3 separate regions of the Mus musculus genome follow, and regions 1 and 3 are each linked to region 2. Evidence: chromatin contacts called from public HiChIP or PLAC-seq and promoter capture Hi-C data. All regions are on one chromosome and are shown on one strand. Each heading gives the region's core, a stretch centred on a gene start, on an enhancer-like site or on the middle of the called end of the contact. The rest is flanking DNA. Distances are from core to core; before and after follow the strand shown.

Evidence for each region. Promoter capture Hi-C pulls out the DNA fragments that hold promoters and counts their contacts. HiChIP or PLAC-seq counts read pairs in DNA pulled down with a chosen protein or histone mark.
Region 1: a contact with region 2 is called in a promoter capture Hi-C map of hippocampal neurons, with 8 times the contacts expected there. The contact joins the enhancer-like site here to the promoter of Fut8 in region 2. A contact is called at or near these places in 8 of 39 promoter capture datasets (the 3T3-L1 cell line, the HPC-7 cell line, cranial neural crest and 5 more), 2 of 15 datasets of contacts at CTCF or cohesin (large pre-B cells and pro-B cells), 3 of 484 Hi-C or Micro-C datasets (LSK cells, large pre-B cells and pre-B cells), 10 of 115 datasets of contacts at active chromatin or transcription factors (the 230-238 cell line, SST interneurons, embryonic basal ganglia and 7 more) and 1 of 9 other capture datasets (liver).
Region 3: an H3K4me3 HiChIP or PLAC-seq map of neural progenitor cells shows a contact between it and region 2, with 11 times the contacts expected there. The contact joins the enhancer-like site here to the promoter of Fut8 in region 2. A contact is called at or near these places in 7 of 39 promoter capture datasets (3T3-L1-derived adipocytes, the C10 cell line, HPC-7-derived erythroid cells and 4 more), 9 of 115 datasets of contacts at active chromatin or transcription factors (astrocytes, bone marrow-derived macrophages, embryonic forebrain and 6 more) and 1 of 9 other capture datasets (pancreatic islet).

What each region holds. Positions count from the first base shown.
Region 1 is chr12:77,623,148-77,625,930 of GRCm38.p6, forward strand. All of the region lies in intron 2 of Gm35240 (a long non-coding RNA gene), which reads left to right. It also overlaps the pseudogene Gm4864. Among named protein-coding and RNA genes, the nearest start is that of Gm35240, 71 kb to the left of the region's middle. Within about 2 kb of position 1,349, at least 1 of the 459 cell types and tissues checked has an H3K27ac peak or open chromatin away from gene starts, as enhancers often do.
Region 2 is chr12:77,236,633-77,239,356 of GRCm38.p6, forward strand. It overlaps Fut8 (fucosyltransferase 8), which reads left to right and starts at 1,472. Exons shown (of 12, transcript NM_016893.5): 1 at 1,472-1,567. 9530018F02Rik (a long non-coding RNA gene) reads right to left here and starts at 2,594. Exons shown (of 1, transcript XR_003950200.1): 1 at 1-2,594.
Region 3 is chr12:77,738,186-77,740,885 of GRCm38.p6, forward strand. No RefSeq gene overlaps it. Among named protein-coding and RNA genes, the nearest start is that of Gm35440, 10 kb to the right of the region's middle. Within about 2 kb of position 1,381, at least 32 of the 459 cell types and tissues checked have an H3K27ac peak or open chromatin away from gene starts, as enhancers often do. A contact at or near this core is called in neural progenitor cells, pancreatic islet and stem cell-derived neural progenitor cells, where this site is marked.

The DNA of each region.
Region 1 (2,783 bases), core at 99-2,598, 390 kb after region 2:
AGACAGGGCAATGTAAGTTTTTTTGTTTGCCCAAGATGGGTGGAAAGGTATAAACAGAACCAATCTAAAAATGGCTGCTATTACCCAAGCCTGAAAAGGGGTCCTAGGAGACCCAGACCCCTTCTAAAAAGTTTAACTGGGGCATCTTAGCAGAGCTCCCAAGCAGGCACTTGGCAGTCCAGGATTTTCTCTTGTGGTGGTTTTCTTTCCATGCAAACGGGGGCAGGATGGACAAGGTTGCTCTGGGAAGAACCCTCCTAGCATCACTGCCCTGTGCTCTGGTCCCTGGGGATGTTATAATTAATATATTTTATATAAATACACAGAAGAATAGAAAATATAAAATCTGAGAAGTTGAGGGAAAGTGAGGAACTTGGGGAGAAGATGGGGCTGCAGACCTTGCTCAGGCCAACTTGATCTCTTCTTTAACCCCTTTGGCTTCTGGCTTCTCCTCCTTGGTTTTCTCCTCTTCTGTGACTTCTTTTTTCTCTTCAGGAACTTTCTCTTTCTCATGCTCTGTTTTAACTCTTTTGGCATTTTTGAAGTTAGAAGAGTTCTTGCGACCACCTTCTCCCTCCTCATCTGAGTCTGAGAACTCTTCCTCAGAGGTAATGCGTTTGTCAGAGGAGCAGATGGAGATGCGTTTGTCAGGGTCTTCCTCATCCTCATCCCCACTCTCTTCTGGGATGGAATCCTCTGGTATGGCCTGCATCTGGACCCCAGGGGCATGGGGAAGCATCCTCAAGTTCTCAAAGAGACGCTGCTTGATCTTCTCCAGGTACTCATTAGTGTTCTGGTTAGTCATATTGGAAGGGCTGATGTGAAGCTTGAAATCTGGTCCATAGTATTCAAAGTAGTCATTGTACGGCAGCTCATTAGGGATCTCTGTATCCAGGGCCTCCAGGGCCACCAGGGCCACTGCTGTTCGTAAGTCCAGCACCGAGCGACATTTCCGGATGGTGTAGCCACCTCCTCCCAGCATCAGCATGGGCAAGTTGAAACTCTTCACGAACTCCACACACTTGTCGTGTCCTTTGATGGTCAGATTGAAGCAACCTAACCGAACCCCAGACAGGGAATCTGAGCCACACTGTAGGATCACTGCACTAGGCTGGAACATCTCCATTACTTTGGACATGACTGGCTTGAAGATGGCTTCATAGGACTCGTCGTCAATGCCGTCTCGCAGTGGGTAGTTCACAGCGTAGTACTTGCCTTTGCCAGCCCCGATGTCCCGTAGTTCCTGGGAGGTACTCTCCATATTTATGAAAGGACACAGTCATGACCCGGTCTGTAGTATAGAAGGCCTCTTCCACTTCATCGCCATGGTGAATATCAATGTCAATATAGAGCACCCTCTGGTGGTACTTTAGCAGTTCCAGGATGGCCAAGATGATGTCATCGACGTAACAGAAGCCAGATGCTTCAGACTTCTTTGCATGGTGCAGGCCCCCAGCCCAGTTCACAGCGATGTCCGTCTGCTGCTTATTAAGCTTCACAGCACTTGCGACAGAGCCTCCCGTGGACAACTGACAGAACTCAAACAAGCCATCAAATACCGGACAGTCCTCACCAACGTTGAATCTCTGCATCTGCTTGCTGTATTCAGACATGTTATCTGGGCGAATAGAACGCAGGAATTTAATGTAGTCATCACTGTGGTACTTGGTCATCTCCTCAGCATTGGCTTTGTGAGGACGGTAGATTTCCATTTTTCGGTAGAGATCATAGTTGAGCAGCAAATTGTGAGTCATGAGGATTCAGTGAGGCTTCATGGGGTGCCCTTGTCCATAATAGTAGTTTCCAACGTCCCGGTCGTAGTAGTAACAGACTTTCCTCTTGGTACCCTGAGTCTGCACCATCTTGCTCGCTGCCCGGCCCTCCTGTCAGTCTCTACTTACTAGCTTTGTTAGTATGGTTTGCCCAGCCTGCTTTCATAAAGAACTCAGGGCCACTAGTCCAGGGATGCACCACCCACAATGGGCTGGGAACTTCCCCATCAATCACTGATTAAGAAAATACTATTAAGCCGGGCATGGTAGCACATGCCTTTAATCCCAGCACTCCAGGAGGCAGAGGCAGGTGGATCTCTGAGTTCAAGGCCAGCCTGGTCTACAGAGTGATTCCAGGACAGCCAGGGCTACACAGAGAAACCCTGTCTCGTAAAACCAAAAAAGAAAATACTCTACAGGCTTGCCTACAGCCCAGTCTTATAAAGGTATTTTCTCAGTTGAGATTCTGAGATTCTCATCTCTCAAATGACTCTAGATTGTGTCCAGTTGACATAAAACTAGTCAGCCAACACACCAAACACAAAATGGACTTCATGCTTTTTTGTTTCTTTGTGTTTGTGTGTGTATGTACATGCATGGATGCTTTTTGTTTTGGTATTTTTGTTTTGTTTTAAAAATCTATTTATTTTTAATTTTTGTTTTGTTGTTTGTTGTCTTATAGTTTTTGAGAGGGAGAGGGAAGCAGGAAGGTAGGGAGAATCTGGTAGGAGTTTGGAGGAGGGGGAAGACTATAACAAAAATATATTGTATGAAAAGTGTTAAATAAAAAGTATGTTAATTCCAAAACGATTTGTTCTTGTTAGTCCAACTAAGATTGTATTTGAGAGAATACAAGAAATGTGCCAGTGTAATGTGTCTCTTATCAAATATATATGATCTAAAATGACCCTTTATTTAACAGTAATGATAAAATTATAATTAAGGTCCACCAAGAACATAAAATTTATCTCTGTACATATTCCCATGAATGTTGGCTCCATTATATTCACT
Region 2 (2,724 bases), core at 222-2,721:
TCGATCGATTTAAGACTGTAGTTTTCAAAGAGCTCAGTTAGTATTACTTCTTGTTTGAATTTTCCAGAAATTCATTACTGGTCTAGAACTGAATGTGAAAAGATTTGTTCCCACATATCAGTTGCTTAGCTGATACTTCTAATTCTGGGATGGTAACTATATCCTGAGCATGGCCTGAAGGATCTTTGAGAGCAGCGTACTGTGACACTGAGCAGAGACCTGAACTGCTGAAGAACTACTTTCTCACTGTATTTCAGAGTCATCAGTTTGGCGCTTTCTTATATACTATGCTGTTCTATAAAGATGTACTAAGTTCTTCACAAATATTTCTAGTGGCTTTTTCTTAAATAGAAAGTAGGTGGGATGCTTTGATTCCTATAGTTTTAATATTTCCTAGGAGATAATTAAAGCCAGATTAAAGGAGCAGAGAGTTCGAGGCACACATAAAACTTTGAATGTAGAGATCTTCAAGTACTGCAAATGGTAGCGTGTGTTAATTAACTAGAAATGGTTCCTCTTTTTCCCTTGAATACATTCAAGCCATACATCCTTGTTAAAGTGCTTTTTAAATGCTGTGCTGAAGCCTCAAAGTAAACATTTTACCTCTGACTCCTAAAAATGTTCCAGGCTGTGGGTGTAGCCCAGGAGAAAACACACCCTTAGCATGCACATACTCACACAAAAGGAAAAATAATTCAGGGTTTTGACTGTTGAAATTTTAGCCCTTAATCCATCTAAGTACAGTATAAGCCTAAATTTTGCTTATTTGCAACAGAGAACTGAGAGTCTCACGGAAGTTATCTACGCATTTAATAAATGACTACAGATTTGTTGAATGATGACACCCAAGCTTTTTGGCTAGATCATAATTCTGACTTCACCAGAGTTTTGTGTGACCTTCAATAAGCCACGGTGTTTTCTCAGAGAGCTTTATTTCGAAGAGACATTAACCCAGTCACAGGTCCGGAAAAGCTTCTCAGGGTGCGGAGCTCCTGAAGGCACAGGCATTTTTTTTTTTTTCCTTTTTAAAAAGCACTGTCCTTTGCATTTTAGAAACACAGTTCCTGATATAGAATAAACATTGGGAATTTATGAGAGTTATTAGGTAGGTTGCATTCTTGGCAGGCTACGACCTCTTTAATGTCTTTTCTGTGTTTTTTTGATTACTAGCATATAAAAGGGTGGCCCTGTTTACTCAGAGATACGTTTCCAAAGTATTTACTAGTATTTATCTGTGCTGGGAGGAATAATTGTCTTGAGGGCAGCTTTTCTACTCAGTCACCCGGCTGAGTCCTCAGGCTTGGGATCTGGTCCCCAGGCTACAGGGAAGAGTTCGGCACGGGAAGCTCATCTTCCGGCCCTCTGATTGGCCAGTTCGCACTCCACTCACTGGTTTTCCCGCTCTGATTGGCCCCGGCAGCACCCCTTCGGCCCGCGACTACTTTGTGTGCCCTGGCTGCGCGGCTGGGTCCTCCCGCCCAGCTCGCCCTCCCGGACGGTCTGTCGGAGGTAGCCCTTCGGCACTCGGCTCAGCATCGCGGGCGTCAGGATCCCCGAGTGCGAGCGGGTAGGAAGCATCCTAGGGAAAAGCCTCTCCTCTCCTGTACTCAATAAACTTCCGCCTCCGAAGGGCTGAGGCAGCAGCGGCTGCGAACGGCCGGGCTTCGAACTCGGGCTCTGCGGGGTTCTTTCTCTTCAGATGAAGACAGAGCCCGCAGGGTAGCCGGACCGCCCGGAGCCGAGGTGGCACTGTGTGCTGGTGCCTCAGCGGATGAGCAGCAGAGAGTACCCCGAAACTAGTACAGAGCCCTATTGAGCCCCAGCGGGGTGCGCCTCTGGGTGGTGGGCCAGGCCGGCCAGGGCGTGGGGAGCGCTGCTCCCCTCAGCCTCCGACCCTCAGGCGGCCTTCGCCTGTAGAGACCAAAGCCGGAGCCCGCGCGCGGCCGCTGTCCGGCTGGAACTCGGGTCCCGCCGTGGCCCGGTGGATGCTGCAGCTCCGCTGTCCACCCGCACAGAGAGGAAGGGGACGGGGCGGAGCCTGTGCACATGCCAGGGTCGCTGGAGGAGGCCGCGGCCGGCGCATGCGCGCCCTCCCCCAGCAGGCTGGGACGCCGAGGGGCGCGCGCCCCTCTCCGCGCGCGCACGCTCGCTCGCTCGCTCCCTCGCTCGCGCCGGCCGGCGGCTTCCCCGCCTGCGCTCCCGGTCGGAGCCACTCCGGCGCGTGCGCGCGTGGTCTCGGGCCGACCCGAGTGGCCGGGTTCTCTGGGCTCCAGGCCCCCGCCGCCCCCTCCCCGGCTCCCAGCCAACCCGTCCCTCCCTTTCCTCACGGAATGGGGCCGGCGCTGCTCGGGGTCGCGCGTCCTGGACCCGGCTCGCGCTCGGTCTCGCGCTGTCAGCCGCTGCCTGGCTCGCGCCGCCTTGCGCTTTCCCTCAGTCAGTGGCGCCGAAGGCTCCGTTAAGCGGCGGCCGCGGTTCCTGTTTCCGTTTCTTCCTCTCCCTTCAGTCGGGAGTAGCATCCTCCACCCCAGCACCCCTCCCACTCTCCCGCCGCGGCCAGCTGCAGCTGGAGGCAGCGGCGGCGGCGACGGGGGACGGCGCCGACCGCCTCGCTCCCGCCTCGGGTAAGGGGGCGTTAGGGAGCCGGGCCCCGCGCGCCGCGGACTCCAGGACGGGGCGGGCGCGGGCTCTGTGGAGCCTGGGCTCGGGGCGCTCCTTCGTCCTCCC
Region 3 (2,700 bases), core at 131-2,630, 500 kb after region 2:
TCTACATGCACTACCCTCAACGAAGGGGTGAACCAGGGGAAACTGCACAAACAAGGTGGATGAAGGTTTGTGGCTAAGGTCTGAGTCCCAGGGAAATTTGGGATTTGATTTTACACACTTGTATGTACGCCCAAAACAAAAGGACTAATTAGTGAGCAGTCAGTTAAACAGCCCAGCATGGAAAGCAGAGGCCAATGAGAACCATCTCTGAAGAAATAGGTTTCTCTCTCTCTCTCTCTCTCTCTCTCTCTCTCTCTCTCTCTCTCTCTCCCTCCCTCCCTCTCTCTCTCCCTCCAGGGATTCCCACAGGTAAAGTACTGAGACAGATACAGAGAAACCAGATAAGAGTCTAAATACAGTTCCAGAGAGAGACAACAGAGAAAACAAACAGATAGGAGAGAGATCCCATGAGAAGAATATATACTGAGAAGTTTCTGGATTTGCAACTGTAACAAATTCCAAGCAGGATAATAAAAAGAAATCCACACTTTGCCACATTGTGGTGAACCGTCTTTAACATTGGAACACCAAAAGCAAAGAGAAGATCTCAAAAGTAGCTGGAGGAGAGATTCAGATCTTAGCCACAGTAATGGACTGAGATCACCTCCTCTGCAGCCACAGGGGAAGCCAGCAGCAAGAGACCCTGTCTCTAAAGGGCTGGGAGAAACTAAGGGCCCTGAAGCGTAGTCTATCTGTGAAACCATGTTTTTGGGAAACAGAAAAGGGAAAAGTATCTTTCAAAGAAATGTCAGGAGAGTTTGCTGCCAGTAGAACTTCCTAAATAATCTCTCCTGTGAACCCTCCTTCTCCCCAGAGAATAGATCTCAGGCAGGACACTGGCCATCAGGTGCACCAAATGGAATTTCTCCATAAATAAACAGCCTTCTCTCTCCAACACTCCCAGCTCTTCTGTATTTGTTAGTTCTGTGTTCTCAGGGTTCCCTGGACCAGTGTGCTGCCCCCTCTCTTCTACCTCATGTAGAAGCTGCATTGAGAAGCTATGGAGGCGTTCTCTGTACTTTTAGAGTAGGCTGTCCTCACCCGATGTGAAGAATTAGACTCTATTCCTACACAAGTGACTCCCAGATAGGATGGCTCTCTCTTCCTGGGCTCTCAAGGAGGCAGGGCCTGTTCACTTGACACAGGAACGAGATTAATGTCCTTTGTTTTCCAACCGGCCTAATAATTCATCCCCATTTACAGTAGTTCAATTTACTTGTTACCATTTGGTATTTGGAAGCCACTAATAGCACTGTCAGGTAAAGTGAAAGAAAAGCAATGGGGAAAACACCAGGAGGCATAATTAAAATGAAGTGCTAATAACTCTGCCCATCAAAAAGCCCCTTTCAATGTGGCTGCAGCACAGTTCATTAAGCAGACCCGCCAGCTGGAAAGGAGCAGGCAGAGTGTATGCCAGAGTGGGCCTGTCCTCCAGGCCTGGAACACAGTCATTCTTTCTTCCCTTCCTGGTGGCCCTGGGGGACCAGTTTGTCAAGTGTCTCAGTGAAGCCAAGAGTTCCGGGGAGTCCTCAGCACCCCCTTCCCACATAGGAGTGCCAACCCTGCAGTGAATGTTCCAGAAGGAAATCTTTGTAGCATCATGTGGACTATGGAGGTTGGATTGACTTTTCTTCAGGGTCTTGACCATCTGTCCTGGCTGATTTTGTGTGTCAACTTGGCACAAGCTGGAGTTATCACAGAGAAAGGAGCCTCCCTTGAGGAAATGTTTCCATGAGATCCAGCTGTAAGGCATTTTCTCAATTAGTGATCAAGGTGCGAGGGCCCATTGTGGGTGGTGTCATCTCTGGGTTGGTGGTCCTGAGTTCTACAAGAAAGCAAGCTGAGCAAGCCAGGGGAAGCAAGCCAGTAAAGAACATCCCACCATGGCCTCTGCATCAGCTCCTCTTTCCTGACCTGCTTGAGTTCCAGTCCTGACTTCCTGTGGTGATGAACAGTAGTGTGGAAGTGTAAGCTGAATAAATCCTTTCCTCTACAACTTGCTTCTAGGTCATGATGTTTGCGTAGGAACAGAAACCCTGACTACGACACCATCTATGATGGTAAACTTTTATCTCAGGATGGAGGACGAGTATTGACAGAGGTTCAAATATGAACAAGCATACAGGCAACCCTAAGCTGTATAATTTATAATTTTTAAACGATACAACCCTTCCACTGTCCATCACAGAGAATGAAAGTTCATACATGGAGCCAGACTCATTTGTTACATAGAATATACTTGATAAAGTAGACACTGTCAGCATCCCTGTTCTACAGATGGAGACATGGAGGGGAACAATCAAGCAACAGGAGTCCCATGACCCCAAAGCTCAGGTTTCTAGTCCTTTTTTCATTCAAAGACAACCTGAGAGGCAACCCAGGAAAATGTAGGATAACATTGGTTCAGACCTGCTAAACTCTCCTTGTGAGCCAGGGGATGGTACTCAAGGGGTTCCCACTTGTTTGCATAGCCAACCCTCACAGAAGCCCTAGCGAATGGGTATCATCTTATTCTCATTCTACAGATTGGAAACTAGCACTTTGACAGAGATAGTTTCTTGTCCCAGATCATACATCTAACGGAGCTGTTGCCCTTAATCTCTTTTGTATTTTCTTTTGTCCTTTCTTATCTCCTCCATGCCTGTCACCTCTCCTTTCCTCTTTCCCCCCTCCTCTCTAAACAAGGGCCTGGGAGGTTCT